Regions from separate parts of the Sus scrofa genome. Here regions 2 and 3 are each linked to region 1. The links are chromatin contacts, called in public Hi-C maps. All regions are on one chromosome and are shown on one strand. The core of a region is the stretch at or near the end of the contact, and the rest is flanking DNA. Distances in the headings are between cores, read along the strand shown. Region 1 overlaps LOC102160776 (a long non-coding RNA gene). Region 2 holds the start of PTP4A1 (protein tyrosine phosphatase type IVA 1). Region 3 has its middle 34 kb from the start of PTP4A1.

What was found. Hi-C and Micro-C count contacts between places; a contact is called where the count stands out from the background.
Region 2: a contact with region 1 is called in a Hi-C map of liver, with 5 times the contacts expected there. The contact joins the promoter of PTP4A1 here to the enhancer-like site in region 1. A contact is called at or near these places in 2 of 5 promoter capture datasets (fetal liver and liver) and 6 of 47 Hi-C or Micro-C datasets (embryonic fibroblasts, fetal liver, heart right ventricle and 2 more).
Region 3: a contact with region 1 is called in a Hi-C map of liver, with 14 times the contacts expected there. The contact joins two enhancer-like sites. A contact is called at or near these places in 4 of 47 Hi-C or Micro-C datasets (heart right ventricle and liver).

The regions. Positions count from the first base shown.
Region 1 is chr1:45,060,801-45,063,563 of Sscrofa11.1, reverse strand. LOC102160776 (a long non-coding RNA gene) reads left to right here. Exons shown (of 5, transcript XR_002343268.1): 5 at 1-271. Among named protein-coding and RNA genes, the nearest start is that of RSPH4A, 57 kb to the right of the region's middle. Within about 2 kb of position 1,418, at least 5 of the 83 cell types and tissues checked have an H3K27ac peak or open chromatin away from gene starts, as enhancers often do. A contact at or near this core is called in fetal liver and liver, where this site is marked.
Region 2 is chr1:45,168,473-45,171,235 of Sscrofa11.1, reverse strand. PTP4A1 (protein tyrosine phosphatase type IVA 1) reads right to left here and starts at 1,323. Exons shown (of 6, transcript XM_003121246.4): 1 at 540-1,323.
Region 3 is chr1:45,134,904-45,137,666 of Sscrofa11.1, reverse strand. No RefSeq gene overlaps it. Among named protein-coding and RNA genes, the nearest start is that of PTP4A1, 34 kb to the left of the region's middle. Within about 2 kb of position 1,361, at least 2 of the 83 cell types and tissues checked have an H3K27ac peak or open chromatin away from gene starts, as enhancers often do. A contact at or near this core is called in liver, where this site is marked.

The sequences.
Region 1 (2,763 bases), core at 169-2,668:
GGAATGTTAATTATAAAATTTTGTTGATAAACAAAATGAGTAAACCATGCTTAGGTTAGCTGCCATGAATTTGAAGAAATTTTGAAATTTCAGAAATTAAAATGATTTGGGAGACAGTCTGCATTGACAGTCTATATGATAAAAAGAAAGACTGAAAGCATGCCACATAAATTATAAATGTCTTGAGAGAATTTTCTCTGTGTGTATTTATTCTTTATCTACAATTAAATTTATGATTAAATAAAGATTAAAATTCCTTTCACTCCTCTAACTAAACTTTAATTCTTTGTTTTAAAATCGATGTGAATGTTGAAATAGAGAAATCAGATGTAAACACAGGCATCAATTAATAATTTACCAGGCCACAAAACTTACAAAAAAGATCAAAGTTCAAAGATGACTTGATCATCTAATGGCTTAAACGTTTAACTATCTGGATAAAAAAAATAGTTGTACCTGTGACATATCACTCACTAAAATACTTCCACATGTATTTAACAGTTAAACATTTAAGATGAAATAATTTTGAATATCTAGAAAAATAGAGGTGAATCTGTTTATAATTCCCAAATGAAGAAAAATTTGTAAAGCATAAAAGCAGTAGAAGAAATTTAAAAGCGTAAAATTAGTAGTATATTTACAATAATAAACATTTCAAGGCAACGTCATCCATATCAGCCAACACATGGAAACAACTCACTGTCCAGTTAGAATAAAATAAGTAAATTGTGGTATTTCATATAAGAAAACAATATATAGCAGTAAGAATGTATGATTACAACTACATGGAAAACATACTGAATCCCAGAAACATACTATTGAGTGGACAACCAGCCAGGCTCTTATTGCATGATTTTTTACATAAGATTGAAAAATAGGTAAAGTTAATTTATTGCTTTAGGAGGAGAGCATACCGTTGAGGGATGGTGTAGTAACTGGTCAAGTAAATAGAAAATTCCTGAGGTTTAGGTAAGATTCAGTTTCTTGATCTTAGTGCTGTTTCCATAAGTATGGTCACTTTGTGAATAACCAATGCTTTGTGCATTTATGATCTGTGATTTTTTTGGCATTTTGTCATTTATTAAGAAATTTTTGAAATAATTCATAACTATGAAAACTTTCTATATGGCCAGGTAAGCAAAAGGCAAATTTTTGGCAAAAGTAGAAGGCAAAAGGAGAAGATAGCACATGAATTCATAATTACAAATTTTACAAACTGGGGAATGTTCAATGTTCAAGAAAGTTGGGCGAAATTAATGTTCTCATATAAATTGTGGAAAGGAAACTCAGTTCAAATTTTCCTCATAGCAATTTCATCCGGGATTTATATATATTTTTAGCATTTGCTCCCTCCCACCAAGACTGTTTTTAGTTCAGCATGATTGCAGTTATACACAATGTTCAAATGACCTCAGTTCAAACAACAGAGATAAGCTGCTATTTTTCTTTTTTTTAAAGGGCCACACCTGTGGCATATGGAGGTTCCCAAGCTAGGGGCTGAATTGGAACTGCACCTGCCGGTCTTCAGCACAGCCACAGCAATGCCAGATCCGAGCCACGTCTGTGACCTACACCACAGCTCATGGAAAAGACGGATCCTTAACCCACTGAGCGAGGCCAGAGATCAAAGCCCGAATCTTTATGGAAACTGGTTGGATTCATTTCTGCTGCACCACAAACGGGAACTCTGAAAATCATAATTTTTATGTCTTAATTGTTTTTACTGGTTTTTCCCATTAAAGCGTGGAATGCTCCCAACATACTATATTCTTCCTACTCAGGTGATGATGTCATAACCTAACTTTTAATGATGATTTATATTCAAGTTTCTCGTCATAACTACCCATCTAACTGCTGTAATTGACCAGATACAGAGGCCATCCTCTAATTCTGAAAATTTTGGCTTGTCTATCTTTCAATTATAGCCATAAAACCCAACTAACACTTTTTAAGCTTCGAATGCATTTGCAGGGCAATATGGTTCTTAAGTGAGAGTCACAGCTTATTAATAAACTAGCTAGTCCAAGTACATTATTAATGGCACAAGTATTATATCCCATGATTCCCAAAATATGACAAACCTTGTCATACAAAATCACTCCTCTGAGTGTTTTCCCTGAGTGTGCTCCAGTTGTTTTATTACCACTGAAAGCACATTTAAATGTTATTTTATTAAGCTACCATGAGTTCCAAGAAGAGAGGTAAACTGATAAGCCTAAAGTGATCTGTGAGAAAAACAAAATTTTTGATTCATAATCTGGAAAGATCTTTGTTATACCACAACTATAAGTAAATAGATACAATTACTTCGCAGTGTATATAGATGCTCCTGTCTACATGAAAAACTATTCTTACAGTGTTTTAAACAAATCCATACCCAAATTTTCTTCTCCACATGACCTTCTATCCGTTAAGACAAAGGTTTTTGTTTTTTTTTTTTCTGTTGTTTTCCAAAGGAGACACATATTTTCTGGGACAGAGTTATTTGAGCTTCAAAGTGTATAGAAATTTCCTGTTTGTGTGTTAAAATACAGATTTCAAGGCCTAGACATCCACTGTGTAGGTTCATTATGATCTACATTTATGGTGCATGAATTTGATAATTTTTACTTGATATTTAAAACACGAGAGAGAGAGAGAGAATGTGAGACAAGAGAGAAAGACAGGTTTTTTTTTTTTTTACAAATTTGAGCTCCAGCAGTAAAACCCAGATGATTCCTCCTGAATCTGTGTTGCCAGGGATCTGTGACATGTATCTGCCAG
Region 2 (2,763 bases), core at 74-2,573, 110 kb before region 1:
GCCGCTTCCCTCCTGCCCCGCCCCGGAGCAGGGACGAGCCCGGACTTGCTCCCATTGTCCGGAGCCGGTGGGGCGGGGCGGGCCGCTCACCTGGTGGGGCCGCGCGGGCCCGGGTCACGGGTTCGCGCCGCGTCTTCAGTCCGGCGCCGAGGCCATTTTGTCCGAGCGCCGGCCGCAGCCGCGGGGCCCTGGGTGGCCGCACAGGCCCAATCCCGCCGGCTCCGCGAAGGAGTCCGGCCCAGCCCGCGAGCAGCCGCCTCGCCCACCCGCCCGCAGGGTCTGGGGGCGCGCCCGCTGCAGTGACGCGCAACCCGCGCCCCACCCGGGCCACGTCCCCGCTCCCGGGCCCTGCGGCAGACAAAGGGGCCTTGGGGCGCCGCCGGGTGCCGGAGCGAGGTGGTGGTCACAAAGCGGCTCCCGTGCCACCGCGCAGCCCGGCGCCCCGGGCTTGGCCCTCAGCGCTCGCCCGCCAGTACCAGCGGGACCCGGGCGGAGCCAGGCTCCGAACAAAGGCGGCGGCACGGGGTACGGGTACTCACAGGAATATGTCTACTCATTGAAGATTGTGGCTTAATCATACAGCCGGTCCCGAGGCGGCGGCGACACAGGCGGCAGCGGTAGGGCAGGGGTGGCGGTGGTCCTCGCGGGCTAGCGGCGGCTTCGCTGGAGGCAGCGAGGGCAGTGGACTCGATCCTGCAGCGAGCGGCTCCGGGGAGAGCGCGCAGCCTCGCCGGCCCGCAGCCCAATGAGCCAATACGTGCGCCGAGGCGCCCTTGCGTCACAAGCCCTCTTATTTATAGCAAGAGTGACGTGAACGCCCAGGCGGCCAATCGCAGTCGGGCCTCAATCCTAGCGCCGACGAGCGGGGGCGGAGGCCCGCCTCGCCGACGTCACAGCGCGGCGGCGGCCGCCGGTGTGAACCGGTTGATGAATGGCGACCGGCTGCAATCAGAGCGCCTACCAGGCGGGGGTGGGAAGGGTCATTGGAGGGTCTGCAGGGGAAGCCCCGTACGGGGATGAGAGGCTGCTCTACGTAACTAAACCCCTGACGAGTGCACTCTCATCTCAGGAGGAGGCCCGAAGTTGGCCTCAACTAGAATGCAGTGCACTTCGGACTGGAGCGTAGTCTCAATCCCAGGCCTACTTCTTTTGCCGTAAGTCAGATCCCAGTCATTTTGACCAGCGGTTTGCCTGGGCACCTGCGCCCTGCGATCCCCAACGTGAAATCTTCCTGTGGCTCCACCTGCCCGCGACAACACCTGTGATGTTTCGGTCCTGCCCCCGGTAGCGCGAGCGGAGAGGACTTATTTCAGCAAACATTCGTGTATAGAAAACGGAGAGTGTCTTGTGATGCAGATAAAGCCCTCTGTTCCCCAGTCTTTTTTGGTCACGCCTTCATGCTACGCACGCGGGCAACTGTAGTTGGCTCAAGCGTGGCATTTCTAAATCACAGGCATCCTTTGTACTGCTGCTCACTTGATGTGTTGTCACAGATAATAAAAGGTTAGGCAGCGTTTTAAAAATTAAGAATCTTCGATTTTGCCAGACTGATGTGATTCTTTGCCTCAAAGCTATTGCTTTCCTTTTTGTTCATTTTCAGAACTGTTCCACTGTTCGTAATTTAGACTTTTAGGAAGTAAAGCCTTATCACAGTTGTTCTGTCTTGCACCCGGGCAATTCTGTCTTTTATGATCTGAAAACTCTTTCTCTTCTGGAAGGAGTAAACAGGAGTTTTACCTGCTTTGAAGAACTAGGTTTTCTACTCAGGCCTTTTGTTTGCTGTTTTCACTGAGCATAGATTGGAGAGGGCTTTAGGGATCAAATTGTTTTCTTGGTCAGTGTACTGCAGCATCTTAGGATTTATTAAAACGTCTACTTAAGAGACTGTGCTTGTGTAGACAACTTTTTAAAAATTTTTATTGGAGCATAGTTGATTTACAATGTGTTTCAGGTGTATAGCAAAGTGATTCAGTTATACCTATATCCCTTCTTTTCCCCACATAAATTATTACAGAATATTGAGTACAGTTCCCTGTGCTATACAGCAGGTCCTTGTCAGTTATCTGTTTTATAAAGAATATTGTGTATATGTTAATCCCAAACTCCTAATTTATCCCTCCTCCAACCTTTCTTCTCTGGTAACCATAAGTTTGTTTTAAAAGTCTGTGAATCTGTTTCGGTTTTGTAAATAAGTTCATTTATATCATTTTTTTTTTAGATTCCACATATAAATGATATTATGACATTTGTGATATTCAACTTTGTTTATAAGCATATACTCTGCAAACAAAGTGCTTTCAAAAAAATAAAGAACTGGATCAGGCAGGCTTTCACAGGAACAGAAGTCATCTTCATTTTAAAGAAATTGCTTGCCTAGGACACTTCTGAATCCATCTACATCAAGGAAGATTAAAGAGCTTGAGAAATATATGATGTCCCTTCACAAACTATAAACGAGTAAAAATGTAAATATTTAAAATCCTAAAAAAAATAGGAGTATTGAAAAAATTGTCCTAGGATGAGAGAAACCTTGTTAAGAAGATAAGGGAACTCAAGTCACAAAGGAAAAGTCAGATTTCATTATGTAAAAATTTAAAACTTTGATATGGAAAAGCTTGAGCAACATATACAATAGTGTAGGTAAAAAAATAAAAAAATAAAAATAAAAAAGGAGTTCCCGTTGTGGCTCAGTGGTTAACGAATCCAACTAGGAACCATGAAGTTGAGCGTTTGATCCCTGGCCTCGCTCAGTGGGTTAAGGAT
Region 3 (2,763 bases), core at 112-2,611, 74 kb before region 1:
CCGTTTCATGCAGGAACCACGGTGCCAGATGCCCACAACTTGTCTCATCATCTTGGTTTTGCCACTGAAGGGTCGGGTGTACTCAGCGTGCTGACTTCCATTTTCCTGAGGGAGGCACCGTAATGTGTCCTATATTTACCCATGATTCTGACCTTCTTGGTGCATTTAGCCATGTCTCCATAAACTTGATCCAAGCGCAGAAAGCGAGAGGAAGTATTTTTAGAAATTCAAAATCTGACCTGACCTGAACTCACTTAGCAATGAAAACTACTGAACAGGGAGTCCCCGTTGTGGCTCAGCAGATAAACCTGGCTAGCATCCACGAGCTCGCAGGTTCAATCCCTGGCCCCTCTCAGGGGGTTAAGGATCCGCCGTTGCCCTGAGCTGTGGTGTAGGTTGGCAGCTGCCTTCTTACTGGACCCCTAGCCTGGGAACTTTCATATGCCGAGGCCGCGACCTTAAAAAAAAGAAAACAACTGAACAGATGTATGACAGGACAGAACCTATGTCCCAGGACTGCAGAGACACCACTGATCCTGTGACACCACAGTAGAAACTCCAAACATAACTTTTATATGCATTGGGAAACAAACAAACAAAAATTTTGTGACTCACTTTATTGTGATATTTGCTTTATTGCAGTGTTATGGAACAGAACCTCAGGTTTCTCTGAGATACGTCTGTAGAAGTTGTCAGTCCAGGTTGATATGACAGTGGTGCCAATGGCTCAATCTCTTCCCTGTCTTATACTTCTGACACAGGTAGCTTCCTTTCCCAAGGTTACCTCATGGACAAAGGAGGCTGTTAGAGCTCTTGCCATTATGTCCATATTCCAGCTGTAGGAGGAAGGAAGGATGAAGAGGTCACGCCCCTTTTCTTTAAAGACACTTCCCAGAAGTTGCACATACCATTTCCTCATATATCCCCGAAATTAGATGACCACACCTAATTGTAAAAGGTTATTTTTCAGTCATTTGTATGCCTAGCTGAAAATTAAGATTCTATTGCCAAGGAAAAAGGGGAGAATGGATATTGAGAGATGGTCAGCAGATTCTGTTTGAGCTATTATTATCCTCAATCTTACAAATGGAGAAATTGAGTCATAGAGAAGTTATATTGACTTACTAAGATCTCATAACTGGTAGAGCCAAGATTCAAATCCAGGTCTATCAAACTTCAGAGCTCTTAAGTACTACTTTGAAGTGTTTCTACCTTAAAACAGTTATTTGACTATTCTGTTTCTTCCACTAAATTAGTATAAAGAAAACCTTTCTGACTAAGTTGCTAGGTCAAACTGTTGAAACAATGGAATCCTTTATTTTACCAAGCATTCTTGGCAAAGAGCATAGCACTGGTATCAACTTGTGCAATGAAGCCTTCACTTCTGCTGACCTTTTGGAAAGGAGGATTCGCAGAATTTAGTGACAGGTTAGAAAATTGCCTGGCTGATAGATTAAAGTCTTATTTCCAGTCTTCTACTTGTTTGGGGTTGCAACAAGTTTAAACTTCATTAAAATATGCTTTTTGGAGTTCCCGTCATGGCTCAGTGGAAACAAATCTGACTGGCATCCATGAGGGTGAGGGTTTGATCCCTGGCCTTGCTCAGAGGGCTAAGGATCTGACGTTGCCGTGAGCTGTGATACAGGTCATAGACGCGGCTTGGATCTGGTGTGGCTGTGGCTGTGGCATAGGCCAGAGGCTACAGCTCCAATTAGATCCCTAGCCTGGAAATCTCCATATGCAGCAGGTGCAGCCCTAAAAGACAAAAAAAAAAAAAAAAAAAAAAAAAAAAAATCTTTGCTATTCTATTGATAGTTTATATTTCAAACAAGGGAATAATTAAAGTTTTCAATTGGGGCAATAAAGAATAATTTACTATAGAAAAAAACAACTGTATTAGGATGGATTTTTCCATCAAAAATATATTTTTAAATCAGACAGCACATATTAGAATAAATCAGATCATACTACTTCTAAGTTATTTGAACATTATTACATTTGGATTATTAACCTGAACCTGATTCTCTAATATCTTACTTGAGTAAAAATCTAAATCAGGAGTTCCCGTCGTGGCGCAGTGGTTAACGAATCCGACTAGGAACCATGAGGTTGCGGGTTCGGTCCCTGCCCTTGCTCAGTGGGTTAACGATCCGGCGTTGCCGTGAGCTGTGGTGAAGGTTGCAGACGCGGCTCGGATCCTGCGTTTGCTGTGGCTCTGGCATAGGCCGGTGGCTACAGCTCCGATTCAACCCCTAGCCTGGGAACCTCCATATGCCGCGGGAGCGGCCCAAGAAGTAGCAGCAACAACAACAACAACAACAACAACAACAACAACAAAAGACAAAAGACAAAAAAAAAAAAAAAAAAAAATCTAAATCATACAACATATTATAAACTAGGTCTTCCTTCCTTCTTTCCTTCCTTCCTCCCTCCCTTCCATTCCACGAAGCATTATTTGTTCTTTTTTATTTTTTTAAGCTTCAGTTTTTATTCAGGTTCTTGGTCTCTGCTTAGCTTAGCTTATGAGGGTTTTAAATCTTCCTTATGCCTGCCTAGCTCTTTGCTTTCCTAGCACTAAGGGAGAACATGTGAATGTGAATGAATAAATTAACAAAGAAGTAATTGCCAATTTTTAACCAATGTCACAACTTCATGTTGCTCTGTGGCTTAAAACTTTCAACATCTTAAGGAACCTCTGTAAATGTATCAGTACTTTTTAGAAGTGCTATTACAATAGATCATATATATTCCACAGAAGTCCTT